2 separate regions of the Danio rerio genome follow, and region 1 is linked to region 2. The links are chromatin contacts, called in public Hi-C maps. All regions are on one chromosome and are shown on one strand. Each heading gives the region's core, a stretch centred on a gene start, on an enhancer-like site or on the middle of the called end of the contact. The rest is flanking DNA. Distances are from core to core; before and after follow the strand shown.

Evidence for each region. A called contact is a pair of places that touch in the nucleus more often than the background predicts.
Region 1: a Hi-C map of embryo shows a contact between it and region 2, with 1.5 times the contacts expected there. The contact joins two enhancer-like sites. A contact is called at or near these places in 2 of 18 Hi-C or Micro-C datasets (embryo and an unstated tissue) and 1 of 4 datasets of contacts at active chromatin or transcription factors (caudal fin).

Annotation. Positions count from the first base shown.
Region 1 is chr22:16,664,207-16,671,640 of GRCz12tu, reverse strand. The region is part of intron 2 of nfia (nuclear factor I/A); the gene reads left to right. Among named protein-coding and RNA genes, the nearest start is that of nfia, 19 kb to the left of the region's middle. Within about 2 kb of position 5,725, at least 17 of the 62 cell types and tissues checked have an H3K27ac peak or open chromatin away from gene starts, as enhancers often do.
Region 2 is chr22:16,590,136-16,596,944 of GRCz12tu, reverse strand. All of the region lies in intron 3 of nfia (nuclear factor I/A), which reads left to right. Among named protein-coding and RNA genes, the nearest start is that of nfia, 93 kb to the left of the region's middle. Within about 2 kb of position 4,429, at least 51 of the 62 cell types and tissues checked have an H3K27ac peak or open chromatin away from gene starts, as enhancers often do.

The DNA of each region.
Region 1 (7,434 bases), core at 4,476-6,975, 73 kb before region 2:
GGCATTGTATGCCTGAATATAAAGGAGAGCGCAGACATGAAACGGGACAGCTGTGAGTGTCTGTGGGGGAAAGTTGCTACAGATGGTAAAAGAAGTGGAAAATAAACTACCGTATGGCTGCTAAAATATAGAAGAAAGGCTGCTAGCCCGTACAGGATCCTCTCATGTCGTTGTTGTGTGCGTGTTTCTGGGATTTTTTTTTTTTTTTTACGCGTGTCTGTGTTAAAGGGAATATGTTACCTCAATTGCTTGTCTGTCCCAATACCCCGTTATGCCCATCTGCTGCTGAGCAATGCGCAGATTTATCACTCGCCGAGGTCTGTGACTGACATGTGCTAGTCGCGCAAAATCCCTCACTTTTCATTACATTATTTCTGGATTAGGGATATTAGCACAGTTACAGTGGATTTGAAGATTATTTGACTTGAATGAGTGTTTGACTTTAAATATAAGTGTCAAGATGTCAATATTTGCAGCTTTATCCACAATTATTTGTATTTTATCATTTATTCTGGTGTGTTAGCGTGAAAAGATTGGATTTAATTTTATTCACTGAGGTTTCCACTATTTTTTGACACAGGTTAATATATTGTATGGCTTATATAGTTAGTAGAAGTCAATATTTTTATGTATTGAAAAAGATATGAGGGCTACGGCGTTTATGTTGTTAAATTTAAGATTGAATCATATCTATGATAGAATCTATAATAACAATTAGTTACAGTGCCTGATAACTGGAATATGATTATTATAGTTAATTAAAACTAAAAGCATTTAAGCAAAATCATTAATTTTGTAATTGAACTAGGGAAGCATGATATTGGAAAAATTACACGTTGTGGTAATTTTTTATTCTGCGATATATAATGCGTTATGAATACAATTTCACTAGATTAGTTGAATAAATGTTTATAAATAATTTACAATGTTTGATTGATTGGAAAGATTCTGTAGGGAAGTGTATGAAATATAATAAACAATCTACATCCATGGAAATTTTCAGTAAAGAAAAAAAGGCAAATTAAAAACTTTTTTGAAGATTAGAAATTTATTCGGGTATACAGTAATTAAATAATCAGATGTAAAAAAAAATACTGCATAGTCTTCATTGTATAGACAAATCAATAAAATTAATTATTATTAATTTAAGTTAAAAATCCACACTTAACATTGTGTATACTCGTGATTAGACTAATGTGAATGATCACTGTAACACCATTGTGTTCTGTACACAAATATAGCACTCCAATACATTACATTTGGCATTTTAATCATTAAAGAACAATTGATTATGGTGAAAAGTACGTGAAAAATATCAGTCTGTACTTTTTAGAACTTTTAAAAGTTTGTTAACATCTCTCACTCTCCATATTCATACACATTTATAAATAATACAACTTTCTAGTATTTTTCCTTAGAGTTGCAGCACATTTGCCAACAAGGCTAGTGCTCTCCAAGCAAGGTTATGTTTGCTATTTGTTGCGTTTTTTTTGCATTCATATCATCAGATGTTGCTTTTAATTATTGAATGTAAGGGGTAGGGGGGGAGGGGGTCGGGCTAAGTATGGAATTGACTTTAAATTATTGAACTATTTCTCCCCAGTACTGCCCCTCGGCCCCTCCATCTGTCTGTGTTGCAGAAAAAAATAAATAAATAAGCAAATAAAGATAATAAGGCTATGGCGCACTGCAAGCCAGACCCCAAGTTCTGGCACAATTCTGCTCCTTATTTCTCCGGCGCCCCTGTGAAAAAAAAAAAGAGAGAGAAAATCTCCCAATTAGCCTGCTTCGGATTTGGATAGAATGTAAACAGCATCCTTTTAGGGGCTCACGAATGATCACGTTTGGACAAAATTCAAATGGCGTAATGAAAGAATGGCAAATATTTTAACCTCTGTTCATTAGGCCGCTGTCCTTCAACTCCCAGGCTAACATGGCAAGGGATTTTTTCAGCCTTCATTCGGATACTAAAGATACAGTTTAATTAGCGGTGATTAGAGCAGAATCCCTAAATCAGGCTCTTTCTGTCTACTTACTCCAGCACTCGTTGTATGAGCAAGAATCACTCATTAAGTCAAGACACTGCAAAAAACATAACGTTTTTTCATGCACCTGTGAGTTTTGGGTGTTTTGGCTTTTTGGGGGGTGGTCAAATATAAGTCATGATTAATCACATCCAAAATAACTATATGTGTGTATATATACAGTTGAAGTCAGAATTATTAAACCCCCTGAATTATTTGCCACCTTGTTTTTTTCCCCCCAATCTCTGCTTAACAGAGAGATTTTTTTTCAGCGAATTTCTAAACATAATAGTATTAATAACTAATTTTTAATAACTAAATTATTTTATATTTGCTATAAGATATATGTAATTTCCATAATGACAGTAAATAATATTTTACTAGATATTTTAAGAATTCTATACAGCTTAAAGTGGCATTTAAAGGCTTAACTAGATTAATTAGGTTAACTAGGCTGGTTAGGGTAATTAGGCAATTTATTGTATAACAATGGTTTGTTCTGTAGACTATTGAAAAAATATAGCTTAAAAGGGGGCTAATAAAATTAAAGTTAAAATTTAGACTGCTTTTACTCTAGCCGATATAAAACAAATAAAACTTTATCCAAAAGAAAAAATATTATCAGACATGCTGTAAAAATGTCCTTGCTCTATTAAACATCACAAATATTCAAACAAACTTTTTTATTTGCTCAGCATACTTCTATGTAATAATAAAAAAAAAGTTTTGTCACATTTTGAGGCCTTAGATTTAAGTAACAGTACATATTTTTAGGGGCCTTTTTTCCTCATAAATGTTCACTTCAGCATACTTTAAAAATGTAATGACAAGTCAAGTCAACAGATAGTTTTAGGTTGATTTTAACTTATTTCAATAAATGAATCCGGTTTCAGCTACATGTTTTAAGTTATACAAAGTTTGACATCAAGTTTTTCGTCACTTTGATTGATGTAAGTTAAAATGACTAGAAAAGACATTAAAATATTTGTAGCTTTATAAAGACCAAACTGCACACCAACACCAAAATTCAACAAAAATTGAAGAAGTAAACAACTTTTTTCTGCTTTTTGTAAAGTAATTTTTAAATCACGGAGTAATAAAATAAAGTTTCTAAAAAAGGTTCCTTCTTAGAAACCTTTTTCTAATATGTCCATTGTGATCTATAGTATTAAAAGAACCAACACAACCCCCCCCCCCATTCCCAATAATTGTTGATCTGACTTTATCCAGATTTTTTGGGCTGGCTATGCAAATTACCATAGATTCTCATTTGCATATTTAAACATAACATTTCAGAAGACTTAACCCAATTTTTGGCCATTCTTAATGTAATCAATCAACCAGGAAAGTATCGTGAGAACAATTTTTTTAAGTTTTACACCTTTCACCTGCCGTGTATTGCCTTATGAAAGAGTTTTGGGAGCATCGATCCATTAGTCAAGCATCTGAATTACAGGAACACAGAAGTTTTTTTGTTTTCGCACCAACAAGGGATCGTCACAACTCGTTAAATTGATCACGAAGCACGTATTCTTCACCCACACTTCCCAAAACTGTTTTCACAGACAAAACAAAAGCACCACTTGATTAGCTGCGAACCATCTGGGAACGGCGAGCTGTGTGACCAAGCTAATTGGTCGGATTTAAAAAAGAATGAGACAGACCCTCTCGTCGCATGCATGTCTGAAAGAGACCCCCCTCCCTCGTCACTTTTGTTGGGACGGTCCCAGTGACGAGCTCTCGTCCAGCTCTGGGAAACGTCCCTGCCCGTGGGGTTTGTGTTACTTCACAGTTTGGGAAACAGCTGGCGTGCTAGAATGCAGCACGGTGTTGTGAAATATAGAATATTGTTTAGAGATTCTTTTGTCAGTGCTGGGCGAAGTTCACAGCGGTTTTAATGGGCCGACAGGCAACGTATGAGTAGAAGGCTTCAGTGGCTCATTGTTGAGAAGGCTTAAGTGCCACCTGTTGGATGTGGTATTACTGCATGCCATTTACCACTTCTTTTTTTTTCTTTTCTTTTTTGCCAGTGGCATGTTACAGAATTCAGTTGGTAGGCTGTTCTAACTTGTGAATTTCATGTACAGATTACTACAATATCATGTATACTTTTCCCAAAATAAAATAACATTTTCAAAAGCCAAATTGTGTCATTGAATGGTAGTCATTTAAGCAAATTTTGCAGTTGTGTGGCTTTTTTAATTATCAATTGTAGTTTGTGGGGAACACTTTTATATACGGTAGATATATTTTCCCCACGCGGCTTTAGTTTACTACTTTATGATAAATCAAATTTGTGTCATGCATGTGATTTATGTTGTTTTCTAATCAATTTGGTCCAATTTATTTTTTCTTGTGAAGTTTAGATTTTTCATTTAGATGTTTCAATTTGTAATTCTTGTTTCTATGTATTGAACATTTTAAAATAAATTTAAATGTCATTATTTATTAATTATGTATCTTAATATATATATATATATATATATATATATATATATATATATATATATATATATATATATATAAATATATATATATATATATATATATATATATATATATATATATGTATATATATATATATGTATATATATGTATATATATATATATGTATATATATATATATATATGTATATATATATATATATATATATATGTATATATATATATATATATGTATATATATATATATATATGTATATATATATATATATATATATATATATATATATATATATATATATATATATATATATATATATATATATATATATATATGTATGTAGCGATCAGCATGTAGAAGTATACCCCTCACAAATCTTTCTTTTAAATTGATATTTTTAATTTTTAATATATATATATACATACATACATACATACATTAGATTAGTCAGTACTGAAGTCAAATCAGGAGCTAATCTATTTTGTAATCTATTTGAGATTTTGTAGGTTGAAATTTTTTGGCAATATTTTGCTTGAATTTAATTGTACTATCTTTAAATTTTTAAATGTTTGGTGACTACAATATTATTTTAATAAATATATCTATTTAATAAATCTGTTTTGTTTAAATTTAACAAAATACATTCCCTATATCAAAATGGGGTATATATTCAAAGCTTTAGATAGATAGATAGATAGATAGATAGATAGATAGATAGATAGATAGATAGATAGATAGATAGAAAGATAGATAGATAGATAGATAGATAGATAGATAGATAGATAGATAGATAGATAGATAGATAGATAGATAGATAGATAGATAAAATGGTATCATTAGCTATTTCTCGTTAGAGCATTATTAGACTGGTAGGTCAGGTATTGATATTAAAATCGGATGTATTTGTATTTAAATAATACATAATAACTCAACTGGACCTTGAAAATAGCATGTCTCAATTTACTTTTATAAAAATATTTATTGTACTTTGCCACATCCACATGTGTACAAAAAAGCGCTCAAGAAGCCCAGTGCTGGGATTGCATTATCTGTGTTAAAGGCTATCACTGTCTGCCATTCTCGTTAAATACACATTTCAGCTGATAAAAGTCAATATTCCAAGAAACGGTACAGGTATGGAGCACTTCCTGAGGGAGATGCCAGACATGGGCCTCCCACTCACGGCTGAGGCTTACATTTGCTGGCGGCCATTGCATTGCCCCACTGTTGGATTGGGAGGAGCCAAAGTACGGTTCAAAGTCAGGCGTATGGAGATAAGACAACAGGCAGACCGAGCAACTGTGCACTGCAACCAGCCCAGCGCTCCTCGGCTGACCACACAGGCAAAAATGAGCTGCTAGCATTTTTACGAGCTCTTGTCAGTCACTCTTTTTTCCCCCTCCTCTGTTTGTTTGGTTTAATCACTGTGAGATATGAACAAAAGATGATTTGTAGATCCTCTCTTTAGCTCATTAATTTATATTTGAAAATGCACTTTATTTAGTATGACATTGAAAATATTGTCGATGCTTTAAAAAAACAAAGAGATAAAATATATAACATGACCTTTAGGGTTAAAATAACCCTAGCTTATGTTGTATTAGGGCGAGCAGGGGCGCAGTAGGTAGTGCTGTCGCCTCACACAAGAAGTTTGCTGGGTCGCTGGTTCGAACCTCGGCTCAGTTGGCGTTTCTGTGTGGAGTTTGCATGTTCTCCCTGCCTTCGCGTGGGTTTCCTCCTGGTGCTCCGGTTTCCCCCACAGTCCAAAGACATGCGGTATAGGTGAATTGGGTAGGCTAAATTGTCCGTAGTGTATGAGTGTGTGTGTGAATGTGTGTGTGGATGTTTCCCAGAGATGGGTTGTGGCTGGAAGGGCATCCGCTGTGTAAAAACTTGCTGGATAAGTTGGCGGTTTATTCCGTTGTGGTGACCCCGGATTAATAAAGGGACTAAGCCGACAAGAAAATGAATGATATTGTATTAGCTAGCTTTGTTATTTAAAATACAGCCACTTTCATTTAATTCCTGACAAAAGAAAAGTTAATAATATAAGATTTAACAATTTAATAATAATCTGAGAATCTGAACAAATTAGTTGGTCACGTGACTTGTGAATACATATATAAATGTGTTTCAATGTTCAATTTATCTGAGAAATTAGTAAATACAGCTACAAGCTAACATGCTAAAACACTCAAAATGGTGTAATCAACAAATCAAAGCCTACTTAGGTCAGTTATAATTCCACCAATGATCATTTTTAATGGTCTGTGAATAATCTGTGTGTAGAGTGTGTAATAATCTTCAGTGGTACATGCTAACATGCTAAAAGGTACAAAATAAAGCAGTTAAATCCTTACCAAGAGTGATTAGCTTGAATTCCACTTTTGATTCAGTTGAACATAAAGATTTGTTCACTATTATCTGTGAATAATACATCCACTACTAGCTTAAACCAACCTTGGCTGGTTGGCTGGTTTTAGTTAGTCAACCAGCCTGGTTTTAGAGGGGTTTCGGCCATTTCCAGGCTGGTCTTAGCTGATTAGGCTGAAAAAATGACCAGCTAAAACTAGCTTTACCAACCTGGTTTAAGATGGACAGCTGGTTTTGGCTGGGCTCCCAGTCTGGCTAGGGTGATCAAGCTGATTTTAGCTGGTCATTTCCCTGCCTGACCAGCTTAGACCAGGCTGGAAAAGCCTGGAAACCAGCCTGGAAATGGCCATACCCCCTCTTAAATCAGGCTGGTTGACCAGCTAAAATCAGCTAACCAGCTTAGGCAGGTTTAAGTTTTTTTGTAATAATATTAATATAGTGACATGTTAACATGCTAACAGAACTAAAAAATGAATTACTGGCTGTTTCTATTGTATATTTTTCCCAATTTTCTGCGAATAATACATCAACCAGTTGGTGGGGCCTGCTATTATCAACTGTAATTAGACTATTGACTGCAAATCTTGTCGGCTT
Region 2 (6,809 bases), core at 3,180-5,679:
ACACCAGATTATAAGGCATATTTTCCTCCTAACTTCCAAGATTATCACAGATGTGCGCTCGGAAGCTGGAGCTATTATTTCCACGCCCTTGTGTGTGACACCAACATGGGCCTGTTTACTCAGATTAGAGGATACAGACAGATGAGCGTGTTCATCTCTCTCATCCTGCATGTAGCTGATATTATCTTTTCATCTCTCTCTCTCATCGTTGAACTGAAGATCACCCCGTTGTGCCGATATAGGCTGCACATAATCACTCCGCTAATGTCTTTTTTTTTCATATTTTTCTCTCCCGTACAAACTCGCTCCATCTGGTATCTGTATCTGTCGTCCATGATCTTCGGATTATTTGCAGTTTTGATCCGAAGCAGTACAGGCAGGCCAGTCCCAACACAGAAATGCTGTCACCCTGTGCCATCCGAGAGACCTTGTTTTGTTTCATCCCTTTTAATGCACAATACTGGTCTCAGATCAGCAGCCTATGACCTGCCGGATCTAATAACAACATATGCAAACTGAAGCTACACTTAACTTACTGTATAGGGCCTAGTTTTTATTCCAAACTATGTTTTTTTTTCCTTTTTGAAACACGCAAATTCTAATTAAATGTACATATAACTTTACATATACAGTTGAAGCAGAATTATTAGCCCTCCTGTTAAAATTTAACTCTTTAAAATTTTTTTTCACCAATTTCTGAAGATTTTTTCAACACATTCCTAAACATAATAGTTTTAATAACTCATTTCTAATAACTGATTTCTTTTATATTTGCCATGATGACAGTACATAATGTTTTACTGCATATTTTTCAAGATACTAGTATTCAGCTTAAAGTAACATTTATTGGCCTAATTAGGCAGGTTAGGGTAATGAGGCAAGTCATTTTAAAATGACGGCTCGTTCTTTAGCCAATTGGGAAAAAATGCTTAAAGAGGCTAATAATTTTGATCTTAAATTGACCTTAAAAAAGAAAAAAGAAAACTACTTTTATTACAGCCAAAATAAAACAGAAGAAGACATAGTATAAAAAATACTGTGAAAAATATCTTGCTCATGGAAAAAAAATTCACAGGAGGGCTAATAATTTTGTCTTTTACTGTATATATTTTTATTATAAGTATTATTATTAATATTATTATTTGCGTTGTCTTTAACTGTATATATATATATATATATATATATATATATATATATATATATATATATATATATATATATATATATATATTATTATTATTATTATTATTATTATTATTATTATTAATAATATTTGCTTTGTCTTTAACTGTGTATGTATATATATATTTCGTAATATAATTATGACTCTTATTGTAAAATGTAAAATGACCAAAGCTGCATTTATTTAATAAAAAATACCGTACAGATTGTAAAATTGTGAAATGTTATTGCACTATAAAATAGCTGCTTGTAGTTTAAGAATTTATTCCAGTGATTTTACTTATTCAGTCACATGATCCTTCAGAAATCACTCTAATATTTATTATTATTATTATTATTATTATTATTAATAATGGTCATAATAATAAAAGCAATAATGACTGGAGTAATACTTTCATTTAAAACTATATACAATAAGAAAGCATTTGTGTAAAATTAAAAATAAATATTTAACAATTTAACATTTTTTTAATATAATAAATGCTACCTTGATGAACAGAATCATTTTCTTAAAAAAAAAAAAAAAAAAAAAACTCTGACCCCAAACTTCTGAGTGGTAGTCTTTATGCAATATGTAGTGTACTTTATTTCTATAGTAAATTTGCAGTGCATAAATTCTAAGGTTGTGTATATTGAAAATGAAATATGAGCACTACAGCAGAATATAAAATCATATTTTGGGTTCTGTGGAAAAAAGAGAAGCAGTCATGCGGGTTTTGAATGCCATGAGGATGAGTAATTGATGAAAGAACTTTTCTTTGTGAGTGAACTGTTCGTTTAGGACCACTGACTCCTTATACTGACTTTTGAATATTTTCATAAGGCCGTCACACACTTCCACCTTTTCCTTGTCACCACCTCCATTTCTCCCTCATTTCTCGCTCCCTCTTGTCCCTGATGCAGGAAAACATGATCAGTTTTTTTTTTTTTCCATCGTTTGTTTTTGCTGGTAAACCTTGACCCTTGTGCTCCATGCTACGTGCACTTTCACAAAGTGGGCTGCTGTCTTTCTGGGACGGGGCAGCCGTTGCACAATCCACAGACTATTAGATAAGGCCAGAGGATATCCTCTCCTTTACAAGCGCACTCTCTTGCTCTCTCTCAGAGAAAGAGAGATGGGAGGTGAGAAATCCATAACAAAGGACAGCACAAGAAAAGTTAAAGACAGTTGATAAGAAGCTAGTAAAAGTAGTTAAACAATAGTTTACAGCCTCTCATGAGGCTTGTTTATGGAAAGTTGTTAAATGTCCAGCAGAGGATAGCAGAAGCTATTCATTTTTGTTGCGTTATTGTCCATTAAAAATGTCATTGTTATAAGTTTTTGACGAACCATATATGTGTTTTTAAAGAGTGATAATCAAATTTGACTGTTCTTAATAAATGTAATTGAGAATTGAAAAAAAAAACACGATTACTTAACTTGTTCTGCCGCTGAAACAGCTTTGTATTTCTAATGACATCACCAGAGCCGTGCAATCTATTGCAATTTAACCATTGCTTCTGGTAATTTACATTCTAATCTGGCAGCATTATGGATATATAATGAGCACTTTTCACAATCCAATTATTTACAGATTTATGAAATCAAACTTTGCAGGCATTCATTGTTAAACCTTTTTTTTTTTTTTTTTTTTTTTACTAATTTCTTCAGTATAATATTGTGTAATGATAAATGTCAGGATACACTATTCTCATCCTGGTTATTCTGAGAAAATAAAATACTCTTTGTAATTCTTAATCTAAATTAAATAACTTCCTCTGCCACCTAAATGATTTTCAATCTCTGATCTATGCACTCAAAAAATAATGTTTGCAGTTTGTACAAACTACTTCTTAACCCTGTAAGACCCAAATATTGAAATAAATTGAGTAAAAATAGTTTTGCCTCTCATATATTGTTTCAGGAGGCTTCTGATATAGGAATGAAAGATTTTTATTTTTGCATTTTTTACATTTTGTAAATTTTTTAGCTAAAATTTGGTAAGTTTTGAGGGTAATTATGCAGCGTTGGGCCTAGTTGTGAGCAGAATTTCTGTACTTGTACTCACTTTGTCTGAACGGATATACAGAGCATTTATTTGCAGGCTTATTTACTTACTTAGCCCCATAGCAGTACATATCATAAGTAATAACCACACAACAATCATATTTTTTATGAATAAGCATTTATTCATAAAAATATTTGGAAAGAAATATTTGGTCACATTCAGTGTGGTTTGACTGAAGTTTGTGTTCAGTTCTTTTCATCTGACATGATGTGTATTACTATGTACAGTATATTACACTTAAAATGTATTACACTTTGCTTGTTCAAACGTCTTATTTAAAATAAGCTGAAAACGCAAGTTTTTTGGGGGGGCGACAACTTTATTGTTTTATGTTCAATCCACTTAAATTTGTAAAAACTAATAAGCTAACTTAATTTCGTCATGTTGTCCCAACACAAATCAATTGGATATAGCCCAATTCTTAGTGTTAGTACTATGCATTCTATTAGGAAATGTAATCAATTTAGCCATTGTACTTTTCAATAACCAATCAATTGCTGACTGAAAAATCAAGCAGTGCCTATTTTCATAGTAGCGTACCCTACTTTACTCCATTTTGTTTTTTCAGTAACAATCCATAAACAATGCCTTGCCTGTGCTATTTTGTTAAATAGTAATAAAAAATAATTAGAGTAGATTAGATACAACTTTATTGTCATTGCACATGCACAAGTATAAGGAAACGCAATGCACTTTAGGGTCCAACCAGAAGTGCAGTAGCAGCAAGTGCAGGATATAGGTAAAAGTTATAATAGTATAAATTAGAGAAGAACTATGGGTGATATTGTTTTATGCATATATGTACCAGTTGCTATTAATAATCAGAAGTATGCGAATGTAACTATATGTACTGTGTGGGCATGTTCAATTCAAGATGAATTATTAACATTTAATCAAAACAAAACAATTAATCAACGAAGTTAACCACATCACTTACTCAATTAAATATAAATTAAATATCATCCCTTATCAGCCCACCAAGACCAGGTATTCTATTGGATAGATTAAACTAACAGCAATTTGGCCATTGGTTTTTAGCTTGCTCACTTATATGCTAGCTCCATTCTGGAACTTACTACACACTTTTCGTCATTTCAGCCCCCTTTTGCTCTATCTTTTACACAAGGTTACTTCTTATTGCACGTAGCTGCAAGCAACTTTCCATCTCTGATGACATCATCAAGGCTGTGCATTACATTCGATCATTTAAACAAACAGCAGCCATTGTTTTAGCTAGCTAGCGTTCGCGCCTGGTATGCAACACATGCTATTCACATTTCAATCATTTCCTGGTGAATAAAATCAGGCCCTGCACCTTTTTCCTCTTTGAATATCCTGTTTCACAAAGGTAGAATTCCACTTTAGGTTAGCTACACACTACTAAGAAGCTAAAAGTCCATTAAATGTTGTGGGATAGTTGCCAAAACACCTAGCATAGTTAATAACTTTATGATGTTGAACAAAAAACGTTATAGATGCGGATACAGTATATGTTTGCAACTCCTGAGGCCAAGCGTAGTTCCACACGGCGCTCTTGTTGCTGCGCTGGAGGCTTGTTGAGGTCTCTGTGCTGCTGTGAAAGGCGAACCTTGGCTCCTCCCTGCATGTGTGTATGTGTGTGTGTGCGCAGCGCTACAGTGGACACAGCTGGGAGTGATTATCCGTGTTGAGATATAGAAGCCCTGCCCCTTCCCTCGCCCCTGCCTCCCTATATGAGGCACTCATGGAAATGCCCTCGCTGAACTCCTGGTGCATATGCTCCCTATACTGGAATTCAAGTGACGAAGGCTCCTTCCCTTCGCTTGCTTTCTCTCTCCTTTCTCAGCCCCATTGCGTCATCCCTCCATTTTCCAAGTAATGGTGCGCCTCACTTGCTCTCGCTTATTATTGTTGTTTCACAGTATGTACAGCTGTGTGGAAACTTTGACTTTTTTTTTTTTCGCCTTCTCTCGCTCTCGACCCCATACACCACTGTCCTTGTCGCTTTGTTGTTCGGTAATTTACCTTGACTTTCTGCCACATACTGTCTCCCCTTCTTCTGATACCTCCCCGAACAAACTCTATCTCACTCTTCTTCTCAATCTCAGGGGCATCTGCGCAGGAATGCTCTCCGGGTCTGCAGTCTTTTAGCTCATGTCAGCACTTTCTCTCGCAATGAGCCGTAGATATTACCCCTCCCTCTGTCTCTCTCCCTCTCTCTCGTCTCTCTCCCTCTCTCCCTCTCTCTGTTTTTATTATTTATTATTCCGCCCGTCCACATGCTATACGTCTCCTCATCCAGCCAGTCAAGACTAAACTCATTTCTATTGTTGGTTTTATAGCTCACCAAAGCTGCGGAGGAAGTCGTTTTAATAGCTACATCACTTAAAAATTTGTCTTGTCACCGTGTCTATCTTGGAGATGTCTCAAACATAAAGTCTCTTAGTTGTGCATGTATTTACATAATGCAGAGTTATTGCAAAGTTTGTCCCTTTCCTTCTGTTCCTGCCAGCGATGTACTTTTTATTGCAATCTAGTTACTTCTAATCCAGTAAATATTGCTGTATAGACCATTTCAATGTAGTCATGTGATTGGGCCATGAACATTTTCTGCTTGTTAACAAATTATTTCATAACTGTAACAATAGAAATTTTAAAGAGCTATCATGACATCTATCTAACAATATGTGTCTCTTTTTGGGTTCTCGAAGGCTCTAGAAATTAAAAATATAAAACAAGAAATACATTGGGACCATTGTTTTTGTTTACATCCCTCAAATAGTCTACTGTACATACAGTTAATGTCAAACTGATTAGCTCTTTTAAAATATTTCCCAAAGAAAGGGAGATTTTGTTCAACACATTTTTTAAAATAATAGTTTTAACAACAAATTTATTTAGTTTTAGTCATGATGACAGTACATAATAGTTTACTAGTTGTTTCGCAAGGTACTAGTATTTAGCTTAAAGGTTACTGCACACTGAATCCGAGATTTTCGTCCGTGATCTTCACACTTAAAAAAATGTTTAAACCTCATGTTGAGTCAATCATATTGACACATTTCCTCCAAAACTTTCGTCTGTCATAATTTTTTAAAATTTTTTACACTTTTCGTATCCGAAAAAGCACTTTGAGAGATGTTTTGGTAGTTCAGAGCCACCGCACAAGCAAAAAGCTAAATACAGAATGCTGTCATTTGAGCTACAGATAACTTTGACAAACACAGTGCATAATAAAAAGACAGAATGTGGTGGACAGTTGAGAACGGCGCACCTCTGTCCTGCTACTGTTTGGTGTGTGTGTCCATACATTTGACGTACTTTCCATACACAATAAAATAGAAAGCGTAGTCCACTTTCGTTCCCGTCAATGCGGCCGCCATCTATTATTATGTCTATAGGTACTGTCAGTCTATGTTCAGGATTTGTTTACGGTCATGAATGCAAGCAATCACAACCAATGTATCGAAATTCCACTGATTTCCTAAAAATAAACTTTTATTTACGCCATAATTCAGCACAGCTCTTTGATAAGGAGCAGAACTCTCCTTCCTCTCTAAGCAGTATTAGATTAGCACAATATGCAGCCTATTCCTCTAC